2 separate regions of the Mus musculus genome follow, and region 2 is linked to region 1. Evidence: chromatin contacts called from public Hi-C data. All regions are on one chromosome and are shown on one strand. The core of a region is the stretch at or near the end of the contact, and the rest is flanking DNA. Distances in the headings are between cores, read along the strand shown.

Region 1 (6,339 bases), core at 994-3,493:
TACTGCTGAAGAAACAGTATACATGATCCCAGGAGCTTGAGCTATCAAGCTGGCATAGAAGCTTTTGCTCTCCCGTCTGGTTTTGGTAGTGGTGAAAGATGCTGTGCACACTCCTAGAGGAGAAACGCAATCATCAGTCTTAACTAGCTGTGAATTCCGAGAGCTACAGTGATGAGCATCCTGGCAGGGCATGGTACTGCTGCAATAAATGTCATGGGAGTGTGGCCCTGTAAGTCAAAGTTCCAGTGAGCAGTCACATATCCAAGAATAGGTGTGCAGCACAAATTGTACTTGATGGCATGAAAATAAAATGGGCCACACAGTTGTCTGCGTAAGGATGGGAAGTGCATCTATCTAGAAGGAGCTGGAGGAGGGGGTGGATATTATCAAAATACATTGTAAGATTCCCAAAGAACCAATTTTAAAAGTTAAAACATAAAGCAATCAGAACACAAGAAAACTTAGGAGTGAAGGAATTGCTGCTCCCACCTTCTCCATTGACCAGGTGAGAATGCTGATCCCTGCTGAAACTCATGTCACACTCCAACGTCACCAACATATTTGAAAACTAAGACAGAAACTAAGGTCAGTGAGCACATCTTCTTGAGAAGAGGGTTTGCTCAATACAAAAGAGATATTTAAATGCGCGCACACACACACACACACACACACACACACACCCTTGCTTAGCAGTAGGGACATGTAATGGAGTGTTTATTGGGTTAAGTAAGGAATCTGTGACTGTTTTCAAAGACAGGTTGTTCGGCCCTTTGTCAGAGAGAATCTGTTTAGTGGGTACCAAAAAGATCATCCAGGTTCTTCCCAGATGGTGAGATGTGCCTTCTCTCTGACTAAGAAGAAAACAGAATCCCCTACCATGCTCCGACTCAGACATCCGAACCTTTTGACTATAGACACAAGATGGTCGTGTCAGAGTTCAGAGAGGCCAAGTCATAGACCAGAGGATGAGACAGGATAAAAACTTGTGATCCACATTCCTCTGAATGGTGAGGAGATGGGATAGAAGAGGCCACGTGATTTAAATGTACTTTCCTTAAGAGCGTATCTCTGTTTGCCAAACTGCTGCCCACTGAGTGGTGGTGCCGAGGCAGGAGAATTCTCTGTGGTACTAAATCCAGCCAATACCTGAGACCTTCCCTGAGAGAAGCAGAAGACCAGGGTTCTAGAAGGAAGTGGACTTAGTGAAGGAGTGGTTCTGCAGATCCAGATCTAGGCGAGTGGATCTGAAGTCACCATAGCTGTCTTAGAGCCCCGCCATTTGCTCAATTATTCAGTCTTCTCCGGTGTTCACATCTCTGTCCTTGGCAGGATCTCTAGAAAAAAAGAACAAAGGTTAAAAAGATTTCTAGTGACGTGGAATTGTCCATGTCTGGTTTGCAATGCGCAGGAGGGTGTGCGGGAACAGAGTGCAGAAAAAGAGGCTAGGCACACGTGTGCATCAGGGCTTCTTGAATAAAGAGAGGGATGGTCACTTGTTGGCTGTCTACACTGTCTCCATGTGAACTTCACTGGCATGAGCTTGGGAAGGTATTACCGCACAGGCTCATGGGTAAGACGATGCTTGGCATGCATATCATTGTTTCCTTTTAAATAGCTTGTCGGATACTTATAAAGCAGGAGTTTAAGTTCTGCCAGCTCATCTTCAGCCCTATTTGCTTGTTTGTTTTTAAGTAAGTCCCAAGGAATGTCTAACTTTGCACACGAAGAGGGGAAGAGATCCACACTATTCACGTGTGGGACGCGGTATGGTTTTTAACATGTGTCTAACTAACATCACCAGCTGCATCTTCCAATCTGGGAAAATCTCTGTACTCTACCCCTGAAGCCCTCACACCCTCACATCATCTTATGAGTCTGTCAGGGCTTGGGTGGCTGAATTAGTCAGAAATTTTTAATTTCCTGTTTGTAAGATAAACTTTTATTAGGGAAAAAAACTCCACCAAAACTGAGTGTTCTCTTTAATAAGCTCACTGGATATTTAAGACCTCTAAATGTCAGATGCCTGTTGCAAACTGATATGCTTATCACTTTGTAGAAACAAAAGCTCCCCTAGAGGAATAGACTTTTGGCAATGCTAATTCCATTGCATTTTTCTTCCCCTGCAGAATAAAGGTGAAGAAGATTGCGGGAGTAGAGACGTCTAAAGACTCAGAGACCTGAGCTCTGTGTCCCTCGGCTGCAGTCTGCTCTATGACTCATTTGCTCTGTGAACTTTCCCAGTCCATGGGAGCTCTTCGGACTGCAGAGCCCTCTAGAAAATGAGTGATCTGGAGAAGATGATGTCACAGCCACTAGCCTCAACATTGTGGGGTCATGACCTTCCACTGATGAAGAGATCACATGAGCGACTGGGCTCAGTATGTAAGGCACATAATGCAGCAAAGCAGGGGTACAGCCCCACTCGATGTGGAATCAAAATAACTTGCTCTGGCCAATGACTAGAGGATGCTGAGCAAACGTTTGGTTCTATTTTGAACATCAGTTTACTCCTGAGGGTATGCGAGTGTGAGAAACCAGCAGTAAGGCTTCGGAGATGTTAATGGAAAGACCCTAGAAATGCCTTCGAGACACTCAACTTGTTTCCTGCTTCCTCAAGGCTCCTGTGGGAATTTTTCCCAGTGCTTGGGAAAGGCTCAGCTTTGGGGTAAAACCCAAATCATCTTTAACCTGGACGCAGATGCTTTGACAGAAAAGCTCAGAGTGAAGCCCAAGCCACATTGGGGATTCTTTTTTTTTTTTTTTTTTTTTTTTAAAGGTCTATAATGGCGTGAGATATTTACTTTCCTTTGAGTCAGAGGCAAGTGTGGGCATGTGTATATCCTTGGGTGAGCACATCTTAGGTTCTTGCAGGCAGTTGTGGAAAATCCAAGCAAATGAGACTGCACCAGCAGGTGGGTCGTTGTCCTTCTGCTCGGACTGGGGATCAGCCTGCAAACGCAATACGGAAATAACTGTACGCATTAGGCATTATCTGGTATGATAGTATAAAATCTCAAATGTTCAGAATTCTGAATTCCTGTGAAGACTGTCATGATTCCCAAATGGTTTAGGATTTCTGGAACATTTCAGATGTTCATATTAACATTTTTCTTGGGAAAATTTTGCAAATATTAAAAAAATTTCAATTCTCTGAAATCTGAAAAAGTTCTGTTCCAAGCATTTTAATAAGGGATGTACAACCTGTATCCTTTTTTGATTAGAATATTTTTGTGGCCTAGATATAGGTATCAGAAACTGAGTAATTTCAAATACAGATTTTGGATTATTATATTACTGGAATAGTGATGTATACAAGATTCCATTCCTGTGGTCTCTTCTAATGGCTTCAGCCGAATCTATGCTTGTCTGTTGAGAGTAATGGAGGCAGCGCTCATATAGAGGGAGTAACTTCAGACCATGCACTAAGGACCCAGCGGGGAGGTGCTCAGGAAGCGGTGGTGAGGGCCTCAAGTCAGTTGCAATCAAACAACCTGTAACTGAGCTCATTCTGTGACTGTGCTTCATGTAAGAGCAGCAGTTTCCTCAGAGATAGAGACACTGCCAGCTAATTCCTGGAAAACTCATTTTCTCTGCAGTCCCCCATACTCCTGTGGACCATAGAGGTAGCTGAGCTAACGCAGGCGCTTTGTAACTGGACCTGGAGGACACAGCTTTGGCAGGTTCCTTTGAACTTGCCCCTGGATGCTCTGCTTTCCTGGAATCATCCATACCACATCTCCTCATTTGTCCTGTGTGAGGAGACTCTCACACGCAGTGAGCGTTCTACTGCCTCCTGGTTTCAAGAGGCTACTGGATTGGGTACTCTGGGAAAATAAGTTAGAAACCACCTTCTAAAGCCAGTTCTGTCCACAACATTCTACACTGGAAACAATCTAATTGAAAACATGGGACCATTTTCAAACTATGCTGGGTTATCACAGCCTTAATAGAAAGATGATTTGTTAAACATCTGTGTTTCACATGGTCAAAGCCAGAGAAAATATGTAGCTAGAAGCTACATTCATTCCACATCTGCAACTAAAATGGTCCTCTGTTATGCTCTCTCGGGAAGGATCTATCCTCATGACCACACGAGAGCCCAAAATATATTGCACCTTCTTTTCCTGTTATGCACTTTATTTTCATTAAGACTTTGTGGACTCCATTCCCATGATGTAGTAAATGTTCTCCATATTTATTAAACACAGACAGCACAAAGATGTACTTGGTCCCCTTCATTAGACAGATAATGAAACGGAGATGGGAGTCTAACATCTGACTCTCTCTGCACCATTCAAGGAATCTAGGGCAGAGGTCCTGTTCTGAGAGCATGTCTCAGATTCAGTGTCAGATCCATCTCACATATAAAATCATGGGCTAGTGACAGGGTGTGGCTGGGGTTTGTGTGATAAACAGTTTGGTCACCTAACAGAACACTAGCTCTGCAGATGTGAACAAGTGAGCCAATGTTCAAATTAGTTCAATACACAATCAGTTTTATGGCATCCAGTAATTCTTGGTATTTTTTTTTCTAAAGAATTACTAAGTGGGCAGGATGCAGCTGTTTAAAGACAGCCTAAGGTTCTATGTCCAAATCCCAAAATACCAAGATGGGTTCTTTACACACAACCAACTGCCTGCAATCTGAAAAGTTTATTGGGTGATTTTTTTCACTTGATTAATTTTTTGTCTTTTATGGGAAACTCAGGCAAGGCACTGGTGTTGATACAAAGCAAGCTATCAGCACCAGAATAGCAGTTGGCATTCTCTGAGCCCCTCCTATGTGCAGTGCTACAGTGCTACAGTGCATCTTGTAAGTGTGTCTTAACAAGCTCTGCAGGAAATCCTCCTTCAGACTAACTTCTCAAAACCTAGATGGAAGCAGCAGTAATTGATGAATAAAGTGGCGAATAGAGAATGCTTCCCCCACCCAGTGTGCTCAGCAGCCACCCTTCCACCCATTTATTCCCTAATTGAAATGAAGCCTGATGTAGACCAATCATCTTATGGGTCAGTGTCACTAAGAGGGTGGGGAAACTGTGTGGTATTTATCAATATGTTATTTGCATATTGTAACCTAGAAATGAATGCTGATGCACTAGTCTATTCAGTAAGCCAGATGGTATACTCATGCTAGGTCTTGTCTCCTACTTATTGTCTCTAATATTTTGAAACATATTGATTTGATAATGTCATATCAAGTCTATCTCCCCTTTGTGATCATTTATTGCACCAGATTCTATTCCAAAGTGTCTTAAGTCTTAGCACATTGTTCTCAGCACTCCAATAGCACCGTGGTTAATGAAGTCACAAATGACATTGTTATAGCATATTAAAAAGTTATATTCAAAAATTCTCATATTCCAGAGTACTCAGGGAAGTTTTGGAGTTTCTGTCCTGAAAGGGAAAGAACAGCAGAGCTTATCAGTTGCAATAGCCAAGGCAGGCAGGGTGAGCTGGTGTTTGGCGCCCCCTGGGCTAGAAATGACTTTTTTTTTTTTTTAACGTTTGAGTTTCTACAGGTTTGGGGAAAGAGTGGAGAAATAAATCCATGGACAGTTGCCTCAAAATAAAAATCTAAAAACCATGAAGTAAACATAAATATGAGAAAGATCACAGAGTGGAAACTTGCAACATTGAACACACTAGAAGATGGAATAAAGACTGTAAAATAGCTACATTATCAAACAAAATCTCCAATCCAACTCAATCCCCATCAAAATCACAAAGCCATTTCTCTCAAAATAATCTAAACATTCATATGGAAGCACAAAAGACCTCAGATAGCCAGAGCAATCCCAAGAAAAAAACAATGCTGAAGACATCATAATTTCTGATTTCAATTTTTAGTACTGAGCAGTAATATAGATTTTTAAAGAGCATTCTTCTGGAACAAAAGACTCACAGATCTATAAAATAGAGTAGAATAGAGTCCTGTCTGAACCCACACAGCTGCAGCCAACCATTTTTTTTTCAAAGATGCTGCTAAAATACTGAAGAAAACATGGGCTTTTCCACGAATGATGCTGAGAACACTGGATGTCCACAGGTAGAAGATCCACATCTCTCTTTATAAAAACTTACCTCTAAAAGAATTAAAGACCCCAATATAAGATCTGGAATTCTGAAAGTGTTAGAGAAAAGAAGTGTAGAATATAGTTGGAGACATTGGCATACACAGGTGCTCTCAACTGCTGAGGGCTCTCAACATTTGCAGGCAGTCATAAAATAACATCAACAGCTGACAAGTGGGGTCTCCGGTGGCTAAAAAGCTTCCAAACCCAATGGAAACAGTTAATTGGGAAAATGATACAGGAAGAAGAAAATCTTTGCCAGTTG
Region 2 (6,250 bases), core at 3,044-5,543, 440 kb before region 1:
TCTCACAGAGCCAACAATCTTGAATTTTATTTCAAAAGTAGAAGCTGGGTTAAGCTATAAAGGACTTTATGTTGTTTTTCCATATAATGATTCTGGTTGTTTCATATGGCTTTATGTCCCTGGCGTATGATATATGCCTTCTAAGACACAAAGCTTAGGGGAACACTTCAGTAAGCGGGTGCCTTCGGATCAGAATTGTTAGTGACTTAACTTTTCCCAGCTCTGTGTTCATGTGTTCTCAATTGTAACGTAGATATTTTTTTAAGCAAAGACTATTAAACATGCCCTTATACTGTGCTCTTCAAACAGTGTTATCTCAGTAATTAAAAGGGACTTGACATCGGTCACCCATGGAGTGCATCTCTAAGCAAGTACTTAAATTTCAAGCTAGTTTTCTGTAAATATTTGCTCTTGTTGGTTGTGTTTTTGTAAAGTTTTACAACAATTATCTGGTGATGTTCTGCAGAAGTACGACTTCTAACAAAAGAACCAGAGTGGTAGTTTTGAGATGCTAGGGTATCACTCATAGGCCAGACAGAATTAAATTCAAGAATGAACTCCGTGCAGGCCTAACTTAAGAGCCACCCATTCTGTGTTTCTTCTTTTCTTAAAATAAAAGGATTTATTGGCACTAATCCATTGACATTTTGTCCTCCCAACATGGAATCTAATCAGGCCACCCAAGGAAGCTCTCATCCCAGCCCTGAGGAACAACTGAAAGCAATCGTCACTTTGAAAGTCCAATGCCTCTTGAGAAATCCAAAGTCTTTCAACTGTGGGCTCTTACAAAAATTAGCTATTTTCTTATTCCGAGAGAGAAGAAAGAGAGCACATTTACAATCAGATCAATGAAAAAAATCAAGGTGCAACAGTGTGAGGAGCTCTGTTTCTGACATCTGGGACTTAATCATGATCTTCTTGGCTCCAAAGGGCTTGGGTTTCACCACCTCTCTAGCTTTGCCATGCACAGCAAATGCAGAGTGCCTCCTAGACTGCCTTCTTTATACAGCCCAGGCACACCTACCTAGGATGGTACCAGCCACAGTTGGCTGGGACTTTCAACATCAATTAACATTCAAGAAAATAGTTCATAAACATGCACATGGTCTGCTCCATTCTTGCCACTGTTTTTGGTGGTCTCCTCACAGTGCCGATTGATATATCCAATATCTTGGGTCTCCAATACAACTTTCTTTGGGGACTCTGATCTTCCTCGTGGTGCCAAGCCTCAGATTCTCCCCATGACCCCTTTAATTCTGCAGCTTTTATGTTACCGAAGCCAGTATCAGATGGACAACTTATAGACGTTACCAAGTTTAGCTCATAGCTTAAGATGCAACCTTGATGCACTCTGTGGAAGTGCACAGGAACTTATACAAGGAAGACAGCTTCTATGTGCTGACACTGAAGGAGTATTTTCCAGAAGATTCCACCGCAATGCATTGTTTTCAATCCAAGCTGGCTTTTTAGACCCAGTGAATCACTATCCAGTGCCCCTGTAAAGCACAGACTGTAATTCCAAAGATTTTAATTCAAATATATCACATAAATGGCCCCCATAGAGTCATCGAGGGACTCTCAAACATCCCTCTGAAACTGTGTAAGGCAGGCCTCTATCATCTGCGCTTCTCTCCACATTCTTAACTTCCAAGCTCCCACAGAACAGATCATTAATCTCTGAGCACTCAGAAGCTTGTCCAGTTTGATGTTCCCAAAACTGTCACAATCCACACCCAGAAAACCAGCATGGCCAGGTCTATCAGAGCACTAATACCTTACTCCTGGATCTAATTTCTTCCCCAGTTTGCTTTCTGTTGTGATAACACACGGATCCAAAGCAGCTTGTGGGAGGAAAGTGTTTGCATGGCTTCCAGGTTACAGTCCATCATCAAAGGAAACAAAGGCATGAACCTGGAGGCAGGAACCGAAGCAAAGACTTCAGAGGAACACTGCTTAATGTCTGAATGTTTGCGCCTCTTCCTAGGGAACTATAGCTGCTTCCGATGACTGACAGGCACCTGTCTTCTTTCAGGTATCCTCTCAATAATAGAAATGCACGGATAGAGGTGAGACCCATTGCAGGGCTGGCTAAACCTCATCCACCTCTCCTCCTCCTCCAGCCCTCCCCTACCCATGTGCCTCTGTGGCTTGAGAGGCTATCGTGATATATATTCCTCAGAGCTGGCTCAGCTCACCATGCTCCTGCTTATTTAAAGTCTGTACCAAAGAACTCAGAGCATATTGCATGGTAGTTCTGAGTGCAGTATGTGCCCAGTGCCAGGCAGCATGTTTGGCACGTGATTCACATCAGTCACACTTGCAGAACCAGCCACCAACACAGTGCTATCACGAGCAGTCATTGACTTACAGAAGTGAGCAGGGTAACTGGGGCCAACAGTTTATAGAGCTCAGGTACTTTTCCCCTGCACAGATGCAGAGAGCTCTGACTTGCCTTTCCCTCCATATCCCAGTTCCTCAAACCCTAGGCAGTCAAACTGGGTGGATATCAAAGGGGGCACAGCTGACTTACAGACTCCATGGGTGCAGCCCCTCGGGCCAAGTGGCATCAGAGAGTCCCCGACAGAAGCTCTCCAGCTCAGGCCTGAGCCAGGTCAGCAAGCCACTCTGCAGCTCCTCTCAAGGGAAGACCCTGCTGGTTTGGTGATGAGTCAGATGGTCTGTTTGTTTTCAGAAGCCAGAAAGCGACTTTTATCTGTCATTCATTCCGTGTAATTCAGAAATGGGCTCATCGCCAACCAGCTAGGTGGCAGTATGCCTGCTTTGAAGCCATACATCTCTGTCATGTACATATATTTCACTATCATTTTATATTAACTACCCAAACACCTATGTGCACGTATGCACTTTACTGAAGCACATCCAGCGAAGGGGAGAGATCAAGACCCGGGATTCACTAGGGGCTGGCCTGTACTGGGTGCTTTGCATGCTCACAGCAATGCAGGCTCTCAAACTTGAACCAGAAAGTTGTAATCACCCAAAGGCTTGACAGAGCACAGGAATCTTAGAGACTCCATGTTTCCAGATCAGAAGGAACAAGTTGGAGGTCAGAGGCTGACAAGAGAGGCTGCCGTCATGGGTCCAGGAAGCCTACCTTGAGAAACCCAGCATTCAGTTATTAAGCTGAATTTTGGAAGGAGAACCTGAGGCTCAGAGATGTCAAGTCACACAGCTGGCAACAGAGCAAGGGCAAGGGCCAACAACCTTCTGCAGGCCTACTCAGCGCAGAGTCACCCCGATATTTTTAAATGTGAAAATGAGGTAGACCACTATGCTTTCACACGCGGTGTGCAATGCAGTTCAGGTCTGGCTGGGCAAGATCATTTGAAGCTTGCTGTAATCTTCTGGGCTGCTTGTTCTACCGTCTCCTTTACCTGGTAGCTTCCTAGCTGATAAAACACTGTGGGTGTTTGCTCGCTGTCTGTGGGCAGCTGGACAAGCCTGTTGTTCAATGGATGTTCAGGCTGCGTGGATGGAGGCTGGACTGGCTTGTGTCTGTGATGAGCTGAGAGGGGGGTTCCTCCAGTCTGGGTGGCCCTTTTAACTTGTCTGGAGATTGTTTTCATTTTGGCAGAGGCATAAACAGGGAAGAGTGGGCCACAGGCTTCCTGTAACCCAGCAGGTGACCTAGCCTTGTCTACACAGTGGTTGCAGGACTCCAGAAATGAAAGTGGAACCTTCAGTGGAGAGCAGAGGGTCTGGTACAGAGTTAGGCACCTGCCAAGTGTACCCCGCATTGTTGATTTAAGTGTTAGGCCAGCCAAGATCCACAGTGTAGGAAAAGAAATCCTACCTTTCGCTGGTGAATACAGGAAGCAGGAGAATTTGCAGCTGTTCAAAACATGGCGCCTGCTTCGCGTTCTCTAGTACCATTTGACAACCCTCCCCATGACTATTTCTTTGCCAGCTCAAAAACTAGAGAGGACAGGTCTGCTGCTTCTCTGAATTGCAGAAAGACAAAAGCATTCCTTAACACTAGTCCACCACCAGGAATTCACCCTGAGAAATGTGCCTCTCACTTTCCATGAAAAGCTTTTAAAATGACGTCTCCTTGGAACCTTCCGGCTAGAAGCATCAATATGGAGTTCAAATGGAATATGCAGTTTTCACAGCTGTATCTGTGCTAAATTAAAAAGAACAGAGAAAACAAAGAGAAATGGGGGCGAGGGCGGGAGCGGGGGAGACTTTTGCAACAGAATGTGGGCACCGGGAGAGCAGTCTTCCAAGGCCTGCTGCCTGCTCAGCGACCCCGGGCTTTCCAGATCGGACTCTTAATTAATCATGGCTGGAGTTCTGCACTTTGACTCTCCGGCTGGTGTTTTATTTTCTTGTTCCAATGCCCACATGAGCATCCTCTGGCAATAAAACATCCAGGGAGAAGTTATAAAAACATGTCATCCTACTTACAGCATATGGCTAATTGATTTTTGAGAATTGCTTAATTGTGTGACTTTCGTTAACCAAACAACAATGCCTGTTTTCACACCCCCAATATTAGCTCATACTATTTCATGACCTGCCCCCGCTGAGACACACTCCATATTTCTGACCATAAATCTGGCCTCTGCCTGGGCTTGCGTACTTGTTTCAGCTTTGTTGTGACGGTTTTACTGCATCGGTTGCCTTTTTAAAGAAATTTATGGTGGGCAATAAACATGGAGAGAGGTTTAAGGGAAGAAAGTAGGGGTTTGGGTCGCTCTTTTTGCAAGCTGAATTTTTAAATTTCTTCCTTACATAAAATAACAAAAGGTAGTTTTCTTCAGTGATTGGCCCTGTGCTGGCCTCTGTAGGTTCCACTTAAATGGATGTGGAAGGAACATGAAGTGTGGCCTTTTTAAACAGAGGATTCCAAAGGCTCTGCCGAGTTACCCTAATTGCCCGGAGTTGGGCGGAATTTTAATGTGGAAAAGGCTATGTGATAGGCGGGTAGGAAGGAGAGGCGAAGCCTTAGAGGAAGAAGTTGAAGGCGGTTGAGAGAAGCAGGCAACCACAGTTGGTGGGAATCAGTGGAGCAGAAGCCTGGAAATGTCACTTTAGATTATGATCGAGGCCACAACCACAGAGGGAAGGAAGGTGAGCACACCCCAGCTCGACCTCAAGAGAAGTTGTTGATTGACACAGCGATGGCCTCCTATGATTATCTACAGTGTCGAAGTGCAAAATCTCCATAGAAGGTAAATTTGCATATGAGAGTTCAATTACATCTCCCAGCACCTTCACTGTGACCACTTCATTTTATTGGTGCCACTAGCGTGTATGAGTAAGGAAGTGTGTGTGTGTGTGTGTGTGTGTGTGTGTGTGCAGGTGTCTGCATTCACATGTATAGATAGGTGCACATGTGATGCAATGCATGTGCATGCCCATACGTGGACGCCATAGGACCACCTTGGATGTCTTTCCTCCTCAGGGTCTGTCAGTCTTGTATTTTGAGACAAGGTCTCTCACTCTGACCTGGGGCTCACCCATGAGGCTTAGGCTTGGAGCCAGCCAGTTTCAGGGCTCCTCCCATCTCTACGTCCTCTGCATGGAGATCGTATGCACACTGTCACCATGCCAGGCTGGCTTTCCTAGGAGCAGACCCAGGGAGAAGACTTCAGTCCCTAGGTCGTCTGTCATGAAATAATCGGAGTTCCAGCCCACAATAGCACTGATACTTGGCCTCTCACGTGGCAGTGCACTCGCTGCGGTTTGGATAGGGTATGTTCCTTCTGGCTTGTGCAGGAATGTAATCTCCAAAGTCTTATGTTAATGGCCTTGAGGTTAGAAATATAATCCAGCTATGAGATTAGTGGTAGGGCCGCTGGGAAATGATTAGATTAGACGAGTTCGTTAGGAGAGAGCCCACAGTTTTTGTACCCTGATGGCTTTCTAAGAGGAGGGAAAGAGGCACATATGTTCTCTGTGTCTGGTTATGTGACGCCATCTGTGCACTGATTGGGGAATCAGAAGGCCAACACTGTGCACTTGAGCCTACAAGCCCAATAAACATCTTTTCTTTATAAAGTTAGCCTGCTTTGGGTATTTCATTATACCAATAAGAGTTGACCAGTACAGCAGTGTTCTGCAGTATTTTGTTAATTATTTACAGTCATATCAGAAGCCTACACACGGGTACTGTTACCACACTGTTAACTATTTACAGTCATACAAGAACACTATACACAGGTACCATTATTACACTACTTCACAGACAAAATTGATTTTTTTTAAAATGCTTCTTTTGTATCCATTA

What was found. A called contact is a pair of places that touch in the nucleus more often than the background predicts.
Region 2: a Hi-C map of uterus shows a contact between it and region 1, with 6 times the contacts expected there. The contact joins two enhancer-like sites. A contact is called at or near these places in 5 of 484 Hi-C or Micro-C datasets (cerebellar granule neurons, nephron progenitors and uterus).

What each region holds. Positions count from the first base shown.
Region 1 is chr6:116,965,760-116,972,098 of GRCm38.p6, reverse strand. No RefSeq gene overlaps it. Among named protein-coding and RNA genes, the nearest start is that of Gm36873, 170 kb to the right of the region's middle. Within about 2 kb of position 2,243, at least 8 of the 459 cell types and tissues checked have an H3K27ac peak or open chromatin away from gene starts, as enhancers often do. A contact at or near this core is called in uterus, where this site is marked.
Region 2 is chr6:117,405,649-117,411,898 of GRCm38.p6, reverse strand. No RefSeq gene overlaps it. Among named protein-coding and RNA genes, the nearest start is that of 6820426E19Rik, 86 kb to the left of the region's middle. Within about 2 kb of position 4,293, at least 28 of the 459 cell types and tissues checked have an H3K27ac peak or open chromatin away from gene starts, as enhancers often do. A contact at or near this core is called in uterus, where this site is marked.